Linked DNA regions of Mus musculus: region 2 is linked to region 1. The links are chromatin contacts, called in public HiChIP or PLAC-seq maps. All regions are on one chromosome and are shown on one strand. Each heading gives the region's core, a stretch centred on a gene start, on an enhancer-like site or on the middle of the called end of the contact. The rest is flanking DNA. Distances are from core to core; before and after follow the strand shown.

Region 1 (5,126 bases), core at 291-2,790:
CCCAGGAGTTCAAGGCCTCCCTGGTCATCATGGAGGGATAAACCCATCTCAAGGAGTAAAAGTGGAGTGCTTCCAGGGACCTAACAGGAAAATCAGGACCTCGCTGATCCCACAAATGGACCACTTCGGGGCTGAAGAGATGGTTCAGTGGGTAAGAGCACTGACTGCTCTTCCAGAGGTCCTGAGTTCAATTCCCAGCAACCACATAGTGGCTCATAGCCATCTGTAATGGGATTGGATGCCCTGTTCTGATGTGTCTGAAGACAGCTACAGTGTACTTGTATAAATAAAATAAATAACTCTAGGAAGGAAGGGAGGGAGGGAGGGAGGGAGGGAGGGAGAGAGAGAGAGAGGAGAGAGAGAGAGAGAGAGAGAGAGAGAGAGAGAGAGAGAGAGAGAGAGAGAGAGAGAGAGAGAGAGAGAGAGAGAGAGAGAGAGAGGAGAGAGAGAGAAAGGACCACTTAGCCCAGATAACTCTGTGTCTGAGTCTCCAGGGAGCTTACTTAAAAGGAAAAAATGAAAGCCTGGTATGGTGGCACCAGCACTGGGGAGAATGAGGAGACTTTGAAGCCAACCTGGGCTACAGAGTGGGACCATGTCTCAACGCACAGGCACACACACACACACAAGCACGCATTGCACACAGCGGTTCATCCTAGTCCCCACCATGTGAACAGGGAACAGGACCGGGAGAACGGAGCTCCCCAGCCTCCTATGAACGCTTGCACCTGTCATTCTCCTAAGTCCCCCAAATTTCAACTAAGGAGATTGGAGGAGAAGGAGGGTCCTGCGGGTGCGGGAGGTCAAGACCCGGGGTCTGAGGTCAGGGCCCCTCCAAGCTGTCTTGGGAAGCTGCGAAACCTAAGTTCCCATACAGAGGGAGGGTAGGGGGGTTGTCCAGTCAGAGACGCTAATGGAACTGGCGGAGATTGGGGGAAAGGGGTCCCCGAACCCAGGCCCTTCCGGTCGGACCACTCCTGCCTGGACTTGCCACCATCAGGAAAAGTTACTCACTGAGTAGTCACGCGCCTTGGAGCAGAGGCGCGGGGCGGAGAACCGCGATCGCGCGCGGCGGGGACCCTGCCAGGAGCCCCACGCCGGCTTCCCATTTGGCACCGGTTCCCACTCCCTCCAGGGCAGCTCGTGAGGGCAACTACGGGAGCCGCTGACCCGCAACTTCTAAGTGGCGGAGCCTCGCGATGCGGCGTCCCCAACACCCGGACCTCGGCTGAGGAACCCGGTGAAGACGCGCCCCGCGCCCCAGCCAGCACCTGAGCCGGCCCCCTAGCCGGCACCCCAGGATCCCAACCCCTCAGCCTGCACCCCGCAGCTCCTGGGCCCCGCCTCACAGTCCGCAACTTTGGAAACCGTCTGCGTTTCCTGCGCCCCCGACTCCCTGATTGTGCCTCGGAAGCTGGGGTCCCCCTGTCTGGCTCACCCCGCGTCGTCGTCGCTGCAGCCTCCGGCCCGCGCCCTCCGCGCGCCCCGCGCCGCCCGCGCCTTTGTCTGCGCCGCCTCCGGTCCCATCGCGGCCAGTCCCCGCGCCGCCCCGCCTCTGCCCAGCGCCCCCTGCTGGCCAGCTACGGAGGGCGGGGAAGAGGGAGGGGACCCCGAGAGGGAAGAAGAGGAGGGCGGACATGGAGGGGGGAGTTGGGCGGGGTGAAAGGGCAGAGGAAGGGGAGGGCACCAGGAGGTCAAGAGGAGGAACTTCTGAAGGGGGGACCCAGTGGGAGGCAACTGAAGGAAGTGGGGAGGGCGTGGCTTTTGAAGGAGGGGGAGGGGCCCATAAAGTCTGGGGCTGGGATCAGAGGGATTAAGGGCAGGGGCCTAGGATCAGGCAGAGTACTGGACAGAGGGGAGGGATCCAGGAGGGCAGCGGAGAGAGACAGAAGGTGACTGCGGACAAAGACAGCGGGGTGGGGAGAGGGGTGGAAGAGGAGGGTCTGTCTGGATCGGCCTTGGGGCAGAGCATTGGACTGATGGGCTGAAGGCTGAGAAGACAAAAGTGTGGGTGTTAGATGGGTGGTAGCGGGCCAGGGTGTGAAGACAGAGGCAGAAGTCCTGGAGTGTGATCTGGTGACCCAGAGATAGGGAGAAACACGGAAAATGGGTGGACAACGACCCTTCGCTTTCCTGCCTCCTACCAAGGGTGGCCCTGAGTCTTCATGTGGCTTCTTCGAAAAGAAAAAGTTCCTGGACCCTCAGCAACTGAAGCATGAAGACAGCTTGAGCCCAGCTCCCCAAAACGAAGGTGGGGGTGGGACTGCAAATCAGTGTGTAACGCCCTCGTCAAGCGTCTGTGGTGCCCTGGGCTCCATCCTAATTCCCACGAAAAGAACAAGCAGGCAAATCTCTGTGAATTCTAGGCTAGATTGGTCTATATAGTGAGTTCTAAGCCATCTAGGGCCACATAGTGAGACCCTGACTTTCAAAAATAAATTCTGGGAGTAACTAGGTTATTGTTACAGAGTCTTAGGATCCAAGTGTCCTCTTAGTGTTGTCTTCCAATGAAATGGACAAACTCCCTGCAGCTCTGTAGGCTGAGTCCTGCCTCTGTCCACAGCCACAGCAGCCCGCCGAGGATCCTTCAGGGGATCACCTATCTGCCAGTGGGTCCCTAGCCCTGTGGCAAATCCCTTGCTGCACTTTTCTAGAAATTTCTGCAAGGGTTTCCGTGTTCTGGGGACAAATGGCTGTGTCCGAATCAGAGTCTGTGGTTCTCAGCTTTGCATTTCTTATGTCAGATATATATTTTTTTCTCTTCTCAAGCCCTCTGGTGTCTGCTGGGATCTGAGCAGGTGGCTAACTTTCAGTGAAGATATTCTCAGGCCAGGCGAGTTTCTCTCCCTCGCCCTCCCAGGAATGTGCTCCTTTCCAAGGATGTTTGTCACTCCTTGACCTTCCAGGCTGTGTGGTTCTGTTCCCTGCCTCTGACAGCCCAAACTAGACTTCCCGGGGCTCCTGGCCTTCTGCTCATGGATGCTCTGATATATATATTATATGTAGAGGTATTTCCATTCATTTCTGAGTCACAGGCAGGTAGGAGCCCCTGAGCTACCAGCCTCCTTGATATTTATTTGCAGCTGGGGAAAACAAGGTCCTCTCCAACTGCGCCTAACTTTGAGAGGCATGTGCACAGGGAAACTATCTGTCTTTGCTCTTAGGCTCGGAGCCACAGAGCATGTGAACACTGGGAACAAAGACAATACCGTCTGCTGTGTTCAGACTGACTTTCTCCTTATTAGCAACATTTTTTTTTTAAGTATCTGAGCTCAGGGCAGCAGGCTGGAAGCCGGTCCTGGTCTGTCAGGCTCTGAGCTGGCTGCAGAGCTAAGACATGTGGTTATTGGGCAGTGGGGGTGGGAGTGGGGGTGGCTAAGGGCCTAAGCAGGCTTTGTGCTATGTGTGGGCACAGGAAGGAATGTGAGAGCTGAAAGTTCTGAAACAAGGCTTGGCAGGTGCCCATCTTCCCAGGACCTGGGAGGTAGAGAGTTCAAGGTCATCCTCTGCTACAGAGTGAGGTCTGGGCCAGCCTGGGATCCATGAGATACTACATCAAATACAAACAGCGGAGCTGAGCACTCAGAAGGCAGTGGCAAGTGGATCTCTGTGGGTTTAAAGGCCAGCCTGCAAGTTCCAGGCCTGAAAAGAGATCCTGTCTCAAAAAACAAACAAAAGACAAAAAAAGAGTTCCTCACTGAACCTGGGCTAGACTGGAGCAAGCCAACGGTAGGTGGGGTTTCCTCTATGTGGAGGTTTATCTTTCACAATGGACTGAGGCAAGGTGAGGGGCTGGAGGACCCAGGCAGCACCCACAGCCCTTCTGTCTCCTGAGTGACAGGTTAATGGCTGCAAGGACCCCAGTGACTGTCTTCCAAGGATCTTGGGTGTCCCTATTTGACTGATGTGGCTCCTGACCCTGAGAGCTGAGGAACAGTGAAGGAATGAGCCTCCTGTCCACAGGAGGAACCAACAGGAGCCAGGACAGCTCCCTGAGCACTGAAGAGGCTGGGCGTGAGCAATGGCTTCTAGTCAGGGTCTCTCTCCATTGTCCATTTAGTGTGTTGCTTCGACATTGTTCCCCTCTTTTTTTTTTTTTTAAGATTTATTTATTGTTATATGTAAGTACACTGTAGCTATCTTCAGACACACCAGAAGAGGGTGTCAGGTTTCATTACAGGTGGTTGTGAGCCACCATGTGGTTGCTGGGATTTGAACTCAGGATCTTCAGAAGAGCAGTCAGTGCTCTTACCCTCTGAGCCATCTTGACAGCCCCACTGTTCCCCTCTTATGAAGCTTTGTCCCAGCACCTACAGCAAGCCAACCTGGCACAAATCTCTTCCTTAGAAAACAGGTCTCCTAACATTGGACTCACTCTGTAGACCAGGCTGGCCTCAAACTCAGAGATCCTACTGCCTCTGCCTCCCAAGTGCTGGTGTGCCACCACCTGGTCACAATTAAATTTTTAAATAAAAATAATTTCTTAGCTAGGTGGTGGTGGCACATGCCTTTAATCCCAGCACTTGGAAGACAGGCAGTGGGAGCTCTGTGAGTTTGAGGCTAGTCCAGTCTATAGAGTAAGTTCCATCACAGTCAGAAGAGATACATAGTAAGACCCTGTCTCAAAATGTAATTAGTTTAATTTAATTTTTAAATGGGTACAACCTTGTGTGGAACTCACAAGCTTTCTCTTCTCTGGTCTGAAAGGCCAGATTTCAGACCCTTTCCTCCTTGAAAACTCCTAGTCATCTCTCAGAAGCCTGCTTCCAACACCTTCATTTCCAAGGAGTTCTTTCTTTCTTTTCTGTGTCAAGTCTGACCCCAGGAGGTGTCTCTGTGCAACTCTTGACTGCCCAGTCTGAGTGTGCTCCGATAGCATAGGGCAGGCCCGTGGCAGCTGTGGGGAAGGTGGAGTGTGTTAGTGATTTCACAAACTTGGGACTTCTCTCTCAGGCAGTCTGGTTCAGTGACAGGATGCAGGAAGCTGTGGAGCCCAGCCTGCTCACACAAGAAAAGAGCCAGAGGGAGCAGAGGGACCACATGCAGGAGCAAGAAGAGGCGGTGCTGGACCGAACTTGTTCCCACAGATCTAATTATCCTCATTTACCACATGTGCTGATGGCCTC
Region 2 (5,218 bases), core at 1,295-3,794, 330 kb before region 1:
TCTCATGTAGCCCAGGCTATTCCTGAACTCAGATTTTACATGCCCACCCCAACTGGTCTGGATGGCAGGGAGGGGATGTCTGGGTGAGCACTCCAGCCTGGACACAGCCCACCCGGAGTTTACTTTTAACTTTTTTCATTATCTTTTGCCTGAGAAGGCAGAGGGTGTGACCGGCTCCGCTGAACCCTGTGTGAGTTCGAGGAAGGGAACCGTCCTCCAACTGTCCTCCGGAAGTTCAGAAAGGCCTAGGGCGGGGCCAGTGAGGCCAGGGCGGGGCCAGTGAGGCCTAGGGCGGGGCCATCTCTCCAGTCCCCTGACAGATTGGCTCAGCCTATGTTGGTGACCTTCCCCATCCCCCTCCATGAGTCACTTCCCCTTTCTCAATATTTGCATCTCATTTCCATACATCATTTCTTCTCAGCAACCAAGATACCCAAATCCCCTACCTCAGCTTCCAGCCCAACTTCTCTTTTTCCCTGGTGGGTCACCCTCCACAGGCAACTCACAAATTTCTCAACTCTCTCTCTCCCCTGCACCCCCCCCCCCCGCTGGGAAGTGGGAAGGTAGGTGGGGACAACAGCCTAACAGCCTTACTCATTTTATCCAGTCCTCACCTGCTGTGCATCCTACAAGCCACAGGGAGATTCCATTGATGTCCCTATAGCATGGGGACACAGACATCCACGAAGTCAGGAGCCCGGGCTGCTGACCTTTCACCAAGCCCTAGTTGACCTGGAGCCTGGCTTCCTCCAGAGGTATGAGCTGGGTTTACAGCTCACAACGTGGGGACTGGCCCCTTGGAAACTTTCCAAACTCTTACCCCAACCCCTAAAGGGGAGGGGAGGCCTGCAGCCCTCATCTGAACATATGAAGCCACTTGGCCACACAGCCTGCACAAGGCCCAGCTGACAGTCTCAGGCCAACTGCTGAGTAGCTGGTAATTCCGCTGACTCTGACGGGGCATGCCTCTGTCCTGCTAAAGCAGTCCTTGTTCACTGTGGGCAGGGATCTATGGTCACTCACCTGGCTGCAGACCATGAGCAGTCCTCGGCCGGCTGGCCAATAAAGACATTCTCATAATCCATTGTGAACCTGCTGGGTGGTGAGTCTGGGGCCTTGGGGCCAGGTCGCCGGCTGCTGTACCTTGGCAGGAAATCTGTCACTGGTTTGGGGATATCGTGTGGGGACATCTGGGCTTTGCTGAGGCTGTGCTCACTGGCTCTGCGGCGGCGGCGAAGAAGTCTCCAGGCCAGCACAGATCCACTGACAGCCACAGCCAGGGAGATAGTCCCAGCAACAAGGGCTCCAATGGTCCCCGGGCCCCAGCTGGGGGGACAGCTGACCTGAAGGAAGGTGGAGAGGTTCCTTGGAGCTTCGGTGGCTGGGTGTAGACACAGTAGCTGCTGCTGCCCGGAGCAGTTCTGGCGGAGAGCATACCAGGAGGCCAGCCCACAGCTGCAGTCTGCCTTGAGCTCCAGGTCACAGCGCAAGGCCAGGGACCTGTCCACACTGTCCAGCTGGTTGTGGGTGACAATCAGGGTCTGCAGCTTTTCCAGCTTGTCGAAGAAAGCCCCAGGGAGCACCTGCAGGCCATTCTTAGACAGGTCCAGGACTTGAGCATGGCTGGCCTGCAAGGGGCTCCTTGGCAGGGACAGGCCAAGGCCACTGAAATTGAGGCAGGTGCCATTAAATGTCTGAGTCCAGTCTACCCTGCTCGGGTGAACCATGCAGGTGAGATCTTGACTTCCTGACTTGTGAAGCAGGGCCAACAGCATCAGGAGACATAACCACAGCAACCTAGTTCTGATGCTTCCCATCCCAGCAACCTGTGTGGTAACACCTAAGTTAAACACTGGTTTGGTTTTGTTTTAAATACAGATTAATAATTCAAACCATGTAGTGGCTCGTGCCTTTAATCCCAGTACTCGTCTGGCAGAGGCAGGTGGATCTCTGCGAGTTCGAGGCTAGCCGGGTCTACTTAGTGAGACCCAATAAAACCCAAATAAAGCACCCCAACCAGTTAAGGCTTTTCTGACATGGAAGCCCATGGCCCCTGGCTGGCCACCTTTCTCTGGGTTTCCCTGGTTCCTGGGCCTCCAAATGCTGGTCTGTGAAATGGGTGCATCCTGCACCTGCCCACCACAAGACTAGACTATCCCACCCCCACACACACCTGCCCAGGCTTTGCATCTCTGCAGCACCTCTCACTGGCCAAGACACAACCACACAACCGTATGCAAACGAGTTGTTGTCCTGGAAACCTCCTAGCCCGATCCTGGCCATCTTTCCTGCAGACCCTGCTATTATTCTACATTGCCCAATCCGCGAGTGAGCTGGACGCGACGTTGCCTTGAGTCTCACCTCCTGGCCTTCGTGATGTCTCGTAAGCCTCAGGGTCCTAGGGTCTGGGTTGGGGTTCACAGCTCCTGGTGCTTTCCACCTGTTAATCCACGCCTGCGGGAAGACGGGAAGACGAGTAGGTGTAGGAGTGGAGGGGACAGCAGAGAGCCCTCTGCCAGCCTCAGGCTCTCACGAGAGGAGGAGGGGCCTTACTGTCCCACTTCTCTCTTGCTGTGACCTCACCCTGAGCTCCTTGGCCCGCAGCTTCCCCTCCACCCGCTTCCTGATCTTTGCTGGGCTCTGCAAATATTCACTCAATGAACAATCACTTAAAGTGCCTCAGCTCTGGGCAGGTACTCGGGGGACATCTGGTCCTGGAAAAGGTCAGAACTGGACAGTGATCAGAGGTCCGATCCCCACCCCCACGCCCCGCCCCAAATAGAGGCAGGACAGGAAAAAGGGACAGAATTCCACAAGGTATCTAAGAAGAGATAGCTAGCAACACATAGCTAGGAGTTGTCAAGGAGTCTTAAAACCTGTCCCTAGGGCTGCAGCGATGGCTTAGCGGTTAAGAGCATCGACTACTCTTCTGAAGGTCCTGTGTTCAAATCCCAGCAACCACATGGTGGCTCACAACCATCTGTAAGGAGATCTGATGTCCTCTTCTGGAATGTCTGAAGACATCTACAGTGTACTTACATATAATAAATAAATCTTTAAAAAACAAACAAACAAACAAACAAACAAAAACTGTCCTTACTTCTCCAAGCTCCTAACCCTCACAGGTGCTTCGTGGAAGTTTCTGCAGCAGGCTATTGGAAAGGGGCTGTAGGGACCAGCTAGGGGAGGGCACATAGCTGATAAGTGCCTGGCAGGCAGCAGGAGCTAAGACCCTGAGGCCCAAGGAGCAGCTGGGTAAGAGGAAGCTGAAGGGGGAACTAGAAGTGTGGGCCTCACTCTCACACTGGTGGAAATGGGTAATCCAGAGCCAGCAAGTCCCGGGGCCAGTGGAAACCAGGCTGGAGTATGCTCAGGGGAAGGGAGGAGGTTGGGGGTATGAAGACCGAATCTGTATTCCTGAGGCAGAGAGACATGCCAGGCTATCAGAAAGAACCCCACCCAGGGAGAGACTGTCCTAGAAGAGAAAGTGGCTAGGCTGTGTGAGGTCATAGGGTCGGGTGACCAGCTCTGTCCTTGACCCCCTTGGGGACGATACCTATGTAGAGGCTCCATGTGGCAAGGCTGACAGGGTCGTGGGATACAGGAACCCTAGCACTTGGGGGCCTGGCCTATGCTGGTAGCTGGGTTTGTGTGTGTTCCCTGACCCTGGTGAGGCCTTTGTTTTGTTTTGTTTTGTTTTGTTTTGTTTGTTTGTTTTTTGTTTTTTCAAGACAGGGTTTCTCTGTGTAGTCCTGGCTATCTTGGAACTCACTCTATAGACCAGGCTAGCCTTGAACTCAGAAACATGCCTGCCTCTGCCTCCCAAGTGCTGGGATTAAAGGCGTGCGCCACCACCGCCTGGCTTGGTGAGACCTTCTTGGGGCTGTAGATTGTGCTCAGCAATTGAGGGAGCTCAGACACAGCCCAGCTGTGAGCCTGGGGTTTGGGTCCCACACGAGCAGCCCAAGTGTCTGTGACATGACATCCCATGTGGATGACCCTGAGCAACAGCTGTCAGACCCGACGACGACATGAGCTTTAGCAGCTTCCACCCGCTCATGACACTGGGGCTCAGGGGCTCATTTTTAGGGTGTGGAATATTCTGGAAGCAGAGATGGCAGGTAGGACAGAGGACAGCTGACAAGAGACTATTCTCTCCCTCCTCCATGTGGTCAGAGGCTGACCTCAGACTGTCAGGCACAGTGGCAAGCGCCAGTCTACAAAAATCTTTGAATGAAAGCCACAGAAGCCAGAAGTGCCCTCAGCCACAACCATATATGCTCAAAGACACCTCAAAATATCCAATGATTCTTAGAGACACCCCTGAGACCCTCAAAGATATTGAGAGACCTCCAATGTCTCCAAAGTGCCAGTGACACACACACAAAACTCCCAAGATCCCTAGACAGCTCTCAGTACCAAAGTCCCCAATATATTACACCCCACAATTGAGCTCTGCTGTCCTAATGCTCCCGTGCTGAAACAGCCTGGGCCCCCCACTGTCCCAGTCTCTGAGGTCAACTCTACCTGCTGCTTGTCCCCCCACAAATGTCTGACACCCCAGAAATGCCTACTCCTGCCTACAGCCTTCCCTGCAGCCAGGCCCTAGGTCCTGCTATACTGACCCCTTCCTGGCTCCCATGAAGACTGTGCAATGGGCACTCCATTCTTATTAACAGGAAGGAGGAAGGCTGCGTGCCAGGCTGCTGACCAAGCAAAGACCAGGGGATGGGCTGTGTGACTGGGTACACTGAGAGTCATTGGTCAGATTAAGATTGACAAGTGAATTCGGTCAGCGGATGGGACCTCATAGAGGACTCGAAGGCTTCACAGAGAAGCACTCAGGAAACTAGGGACGTTAAACAGCAGGCTAGTCTTTTCAACAGAAGACACATATGGCTGTCTCCTACCCAGAATGTGGATGTGGTTAACAGCCTGGTGACTTGTGCTGTCTGCAGGGTCAGGCCAGTCCTTATTGTGGACATTTTGTCTCTTGGTCAACAGGACCCATCTTTATTGAAGTGTCCATATGCACTCTGTAAAGAGATTCAATGTAAACATGCCTTAAGTTTCTTTGGACACAGGGGATTAGGTTAATTATCAGCAGAATGGTTTTTTCCCCCCAAATTGTGCTTAAATATGGCTACAATAAACTGTCCTGTGTCAGACTCCAGCTGACAAGTTCTGTTAAAAGGGATTTCCCTCCTGCCTCACCAGG

What was found. HiChIP or PLAC-seq counts read pairs in DNA pulled down with a chosen protein or histone mark.
Region 2: an H3K27ac HiChIP or PLAC-seq map of the HPC-7 cell line shows a contact between it and region 1, with 6 times the contacts expected there. The contact joins the promoter of Lrrc25 here to the promoter of Homer3 in region 1. A contact is called at or near these places in 7 of 39 promoter capture datasets (the HPC-7 cell line, HPC-7-derived erythroid cells, fetal liver and 3 more), 1 of 15 datasets of contacts at CTCF or cohesin (embryonic stem cells), 2 of 484 Hi-C or Micro-C datasets (cardiomyocytes and embryonic stem cells), 7 of 115 datasets of contacts at active chromatin or transcription factors (the HPC-7 cell line, the NIH/3T3 cell line, bone marrow-derived macrophages and 2 more) and 3 of 9 other capture datasets (adipose tissue, embryonic stem cells and liver).

The regions. Positions count from the first base shown.
Region 1 is chr8:70,279,413-70,284,538 of GRCm38.p6, reverse strand. It overlaps Homer3 (homer scaffolding protein 3), which reads right to left and starts at 1,540. Exons shown (of 10, transcript NM_001146153.1): 1 at 1,439-1,540.
Region 2 is chr8:70,614,170-70,619,387 of GRCm38.p6, reverse strand. Lrrc25 (leucine rich repeat containing 25) reads right to left here and starts at 2,544. Exons shown (of 3, transcript NM_153074.3): 1 at 2,362-2,544; 2 at 1,024-1,826. The coding sequence starts at 1,817.